Regions from separate parts of the Astyanax mexicanus genome. Here region 2 is linked to region 1. A link is a contact called in public Hi-C data. All regions are on one chromosome and are shown on one strand. The core of a region is the stretch at or near the end of the contact, and the rest is flanking DNA. Distances in the headings are between cores, read along the strand shown. Region 1 overlaps arhgef6 (Rac/Cdc42 guanine nucleotide exchange factor (GEF) 6). Region 2 holds the start of map7d3 (MAP7 domain containing 3).

Region 1 (2,936 bases), core at 414-2,913:
CAATAAAGCAGCACAAAGACGTCTTCAGTACAGTGCTGGAGTATTGTACCAGCAAGGTCAGGCACGGCCAGGAGCAGCAAGTTCATTTCCCTTTCCTGTAGAACCTGATAGACCCTGGACTTACTGCACCCTCTGCTGGAGGCCTCAGCTCAGGCAGTAATCACACACTATATCATAGTAATAAATCATATGCTGCTGGTTTTGAAGTCACGTAACGTGTTAGAAAGTCTTTAAGCCATATTTTATAGCTCCAACAATAAAGCTTATGGAAGCTGCACCCTCAGGTTGCGTTTTAAAGTAAGTAGTGTAACGGTATGTGCGTGTTTGTTCTTTCAGATCCCAACTCTAAAGCCATTGCCGGCACAAACTCTGCTGCAGAAGCCTCTAGGATGTTGGCAGAGAACCGGCGTCTGGCCCGTGAACAGAAAGAGAGAGAGGAACAGCTCAGAGTGCAGAGAGAGGAGGAGGAGAGGTGAGTAGATTACATTTGCACAAAGCCTGAAAAGATCCAGGGACAGTGTTAGCCATTTGGGTGCCCTAAACACAAATGCTTTCCCTTTTTTCCCTATTACTACAAAGTTGATACTTATATACAACTCTGGAAAAAAATTAGAGACCACTTAAAAATGTTGAGTTTCTTTGATTTTGCCAAATTGAAAACCTCTGAAATATAATCAAGAGGAAGATGGATGATCACAAACCATCAAACCAAACTGAACTGCTTGAATTTTTGCACCAGGAGTAAAGCAGCATAAAGTTATCCAAAAGCAGTGTGTAAGACTGGTGGAGGTGAACATGCCAAGATGCATGAAAACTGCTTAAAAATCCAGGGTTATTCCACCAAATATTGATTTCTGAATTCTGAAAACTTTATGAATATGAACTTGTTTTCTTTGCATTATTTGAGGTCTGTAAGCTCTGCATGTTTTTGGTTATTTCAGCCATTCCTCCAATGTCTGCAAATAAATGCTCTAAATGACAATATTTTTATTTGGAATGTGGGAGAAATGTTGTCGGTAGTTTGTAGAATAAAACAACAATGTTTATTTTACTCAAATTCAGAAACTGAAGTGGTCTCTTAATTTTTTTTCCAGATCTGTAGTTTGATAACAGTTTGTTTTTCTGGTTTTATATGACATCAAAATCTGGTTTACACAAAATCAGATGGACATTTTTTTTCTCCAGTCCCATTTCTCCAAAATCCCTCAGTAATAACGCTTATATATTAAAACATATATTCTCAATACATGAGAATGAGATCTTTACCAATTTAGTGGTGTGATATGATAACCACGAATCACTGATACTGGAAATATCAGTGCTGTAGTTTGGCAAAAATAAAAACCAGTGTTTACTAGTGCTCTGCTAGTTCCAGAGATTTATCCCACCTTTATTTAAATCATTTAATATCATGACACACAATAATACTGAATTATTGTTCAGCCCTTCTAAAGATATCATTCTCTAATCTGCTGAAGCTGCTGAAGGAAATTATTATAACAGTTGTCTCTTTATGCTTATGTCTTACAGGCTGAGAAAGGAGGAACAGAAGCGTCTCGCTGAGGAGGAGAGAGTGAGACGCTTGGAGGAAGAGAAGATTCGGGCGGAGGAGAGGAAGAGGGAAGAGGAAGAGCAGGCTGTTAAAGATGAGGAGGAGAAGCAGAGGCTGGAGCTGGAGGAGCAGCAGAGACAGGAAGAGCTCCAGAAAGAGGTACATCAGAGTCTGTTCATCACTCAGTCAATAGTAGTACAAACTTGAATGTTCTGATTGGTTGATTGGGATCTTGACTGGATTGTCCTGTTGCAGCGAGAGGAGGCCGAAGCAAAGACCAAAGAGGAGGCTGAGAAACAGCGGCAGGAGAGAGAGCGCATCATGCAGCAGAACCAGCAGGAGCGCATGGAGAGGAAGAAGGTACTTTTTAAACTAGTTCCACTTCCTTTCCTGGTTCTGTTATTGTGATGCTGTCTGTGAAACTGATGTACCATCATAAAAATGCCTGTAACATTAGACTGTACAAATATTGCACTTATCCAAACTGCCCAAGATCACCTTATTGCACATATTTTATAAAGCTCAGATATTCTGGCAAAATATGATACAATGACAGTAAATGTGTTAATGTACATTAACTTATTTTGAAAATATGTAGAGACTTTAATAATCCATCTTAGTTCTTCTCATCATCGTTTATTTTAATTATTACTGATTTGTCTCTACTTGGTTTTGTTTGTTTTTATGTGTACATATTAAAGTATTTTTTTTTTACACTTTTTTTGCAAAATAATACCTCTGTGTTAACAGAGAACCTGTTTTAAACTGTAACAACCCTTTACCTAAAATATTAATATTATTATTTTTATGAATTACCATTTAATGATTTGATCACTGAGGTAATGTTGATAGAGATGGGATGCTTGTGCCTCTTTACTTTGTTTTCTACATTAATAAACACGTTTCTAAATGTGTTGAACTATTTTGAACATGTGGTAATGTGTAGTTTAGGACATATTTTTGTAATCAGTTGCACAGATATGATTAGATTAGTTCCCATTGATAATCCAGATGAATGGAAAATTGTTTGAATATTTCTTTTTTTTTTTATGTCTCTCTCTTCTTTTTTTTTTTTTTTTTTACTCTAGAGAATTGAAGAAATTATGAAGAGAACCCGAAAAACGGACCAAATCGATTTTAAGGCAAGGCTGCTGATTGGTTCAGTTTGTACATTATTGAAGATATAGATGTCGTAGACTGCTTCACACTTACTCACTCTGTATGTGTCCTTTTTCCTCCATCAGGGCAGTGATGACAAAAGTAATCCAGATGAGAATGATGATGATGAAGAAGAAGAGGTTACTGACCAGATAAACTGTGAAAGTAAGCATCGGTGTCTTTATGCTTTATATGATGAGTTGAATGGACTGTGTATATATTTAAA
Region 2 (2,954 bases), core at 150-2,649, 36 kb before region 1:
GACAGTGAGAAAGAAAAGCAATTTAATTCAATTCAATTCAGTTCAAATGTGTTTATATAGAGGTTTTTACAACAAACATTGTCACAAAGAACCTTTACAGAGATACGGGTCCAAGCCTCCTATGAGTAAGCACCACAGTGATAGTGTTGAGGAAAAACTCTTTCACAGTAAGAGGAAGAAGCCTTGAGAGGAATCAAGACTCAGTAGAGGAATCTTTTTTTCTCTAGTCTACCCAGAGAGCACAAACAAATAACAGAACAAAAACAACAGTACATAGAGATAAGGTGGAGCTATAGCTAATGTAAAAAGAGGTTCTGAGTTATGAGCGTGGATAAATGATGGACATATGCTCAGTGTTGGTGTTAAAGTCCAGACAGTTTAAGCATCCATATGTACAGCTATGAAGTGTGGAAGGAATGGATCAATGCAGGGATTCAGAGCAGGACTACATCACAGCGGGCATCAGGGCAATGGAGAGCCAGGCTGGGCAACATTAGAAACGTGGCATCTTGATACATGTGAAAAGAGAAATGATAGAAAGAAAACAAAATTAAGGAAATGAAAAAGTGGATTCTATGCTGAAACCACGAATGGACACCTCCAGTTAACCAGGCTGGGCAGCTTGGTAGAGAAAGAGAGTGAACAGAGAGAGAGAACAGAAAGGAAGAAAAGAAAAGGGGGGTTAGAATGGTTGTGTAAAACTCTGATGACTAGTGTGAATTGTAAAACCTCATAAAAACAAAAAAAAAACACATTGACTGTAACACATATGTTGTCTTCCCTGCTGGACCAGGACCTTCTTTTTTCCAGCTCTATTTTCTGCTCGGAGAGTATTCAGCTATTGACATAAATATTCAGGAGAAAAAAGTGTTAATGGCTGCACAGCCGCCAAGAAAGCTATTTTAAAATTTAGTATTGAGCAGGGTGTCCTTTAAAAAAAAAACATTGTTTATACATTTGTTCTCATATTGGAGCGAGTCACTGCCAGATTGCATCATGCTTATTATTATTATTATTATTATTATTATTATTATTATTATTATTATTATTATTATTATTCCTTATATTTTATTACATTATTCCATTTCCATATGAACTATGTGACTTATAGCTTGCTATACCTATCTTATTGAATATGCATTCACTGTATTATTATTATTGTCATTATTATTTTTATTATATTATATTATGATATATTATATCATATTAAAATATGTTAAAAAATAATAAAAATATATTCATTTTTTTTTTTTTTATGAGAATAGGTGTGTGCAAACTTTTGACTGGTAGTAAACACTGTATCAGTGTGTACAGTGCAGATCTTCAGTCAGACGCTAGATGGCGCCGCGGTGCTCCCAGAGGCGCTGTGCGCGTGGCCGTGGTCCCGGCTTGTGCGCGCGCCGCCGCGTAAATGAACGTGTCCGAGAAAAAGAGGAGGAAAAAAAACTTCGGTTAAAAATGGCGGAGGGCGCGTCGACTCTGAAAGGACTGCGCGCTCAAATGGGTAGGAATTCCTGTGTTTGCGGGGGTTTTGGGGGTTCCGTTGCGGCCGGCTGCGGGTCCAGGCTGTGAGCTCGGAGCTCGGGGGGTTTGGAGCGGTTTGTGCGGCGGAGTGAGCTGAAAATCGGGCTGTTTGATTGGGGCTGAGCGGGTTAGCGGGCTGCGCTGGGCTGGGTAATAGCCGGCGGGCTGCTGAGAGTTAACGCTGCTGCAGCGGGAGAGCAGGAAACGCCACGGCAACAAGTTTATAACTGCTGCTCTGGAGCGGATAGATGGATGTAGCTCGCTTTAAAACTACTCAGCGGTGTTTTATAGATTCAGAGAAGAGTTATGGCCGTTGTGGAGTTTCTCTGGGTTAAGTAGCGTGTTTGCAGTGACCGTTAGTTTGATAGTTATCAGTTATTTAGTTAGCTAGCTGTGCTATGCTAAGCTAATGGATTTTTAAGTGAATAAAATGACTGATATGACTGACAGATCAGATTAGCATTAACATTAGCTTTAGCTTGGATGCTCATATCTTGTCTGGCTCAGTTAAGCTACGTTTGTTATCTATAAGTGCATCCCCCAAAAAAATAGAATAGCATTGAAAAGTTACTTTATTTTAGTATTTGAGTTAAAAATGTGAAATTCATAACTTATATTATATCGATGTATTACATACACATAAAGCAATCTATTTTACAGTCAATGAAAACCCAAAAATCAGTGTCTCAGAAAATTAGAATATTATAAAAGTCCAATTGGTGCTTTAAACACTGTGGCCTGTGTGCCAACTCCTGCTGGAAAATGAAAACCGCATCTTCATAAAAGTTGTCCGTAGCAAAGGGAAGCATGAAGTGCTGTAAGATTTTCCGGGAAAACAAAACTGCACTGACTTTAGACTTGATAATAAAACACAGTGGATCAACACCAGCAGATGACATGTCTCTCTAAACCATCACTGACCATCATAGAATTTTGCGTTTTATTTGTAAATCAAGGGAGCAGAGTCTGGAGGAAGAGTGGAGAGACACACAGTCCAAACTGCTTGAGGTCTAGTGTGAAGCTTTGATTATCAGAGATAGTTTGGAGAGACATGTCATCTGCTGATTCCCTCTGCTGACAACTTTTATGGAGATGAGGATTTCATTTTCCAGTAGGACTTGGCACACTGCCCACGCTGCCAAAAGTACCAGTGGGTCCCATTGCATTTGTGATGTAAGGCTTGGATGGAGCTGCTTAGTCATGGAAGCCCTTTACATGAAGCTGTCTGCAGTGCGCTCTGCTGTTCTTGAGCTGATCTGAAGCTACTTATTTTGGAGGTCTGTAGTGATTGACTCTGAAGAAAGTTGGTGACATCTGTGCTTTTGTTCCCAGTAGATTCCACTTTAAGTTTCTTGTCACCTGTCTGGTGGTTCATACATGGTCAGAAAATCTTAGACACTTTCATAATGTGAGTTTGAATTATTTGTTGA

What was found. Hi-C and Micro-C count contacts between places; a contact is called where the count stands out from the background.
Region 2: a Hi-C map of muscle shows a contact between it and region 1, with 16 times the contacts expected there. The contact joins the promoter of map7d3 here to the enhancer-like site in region 1. A contact is called at or near these places in 2 of 3 Hi-C or Micro-C datasets (both in muscle).

The regions. Positions count from the first base shown.
Region 1 is chr10:46,759,873-46,762,808 of AstMex3_surface, reverse strand. All of the region lies in intron 22 of arhgef6 (Rac/Cdc42 guanine nucleotide exchange factor (GEF) 6), which reads left to right. It overlaps map7d3 (MAP7 domain containing 3), which reads left to right. Exons shown (of 17, transcript XM_049484252.1): 10 at 337-472; 11 at 1,531-1,711; 12 at 1,808-1,912; 13 at 2,641-2,694; 14 at 2,797-2,875. Among protein-coding and RNA genes, the nearest start is that of map7d3, 36 kb to the left of the region's middle. Within about 2 kb of position 1,663, the one cell type or tissue checked has an H3K27ac peak away from gene starts, as active enhancers do.
Region 2 is chr10:46,795,333-46,798,286 of AstMex3_surface, reverse strand. map7d3 (MAP7 domain containing 3) reads left to right here and starts at 1,399. Exons shown (of 17, transcript XM_049484252.1): 1 at 1,399-1,504. The coding sequence starts at 1,459. The region is part of intron 22 of arhgef6 (Rac/Cdc42 guanine nucleotide exchange factor (GEF) 6); the gene reads left to right.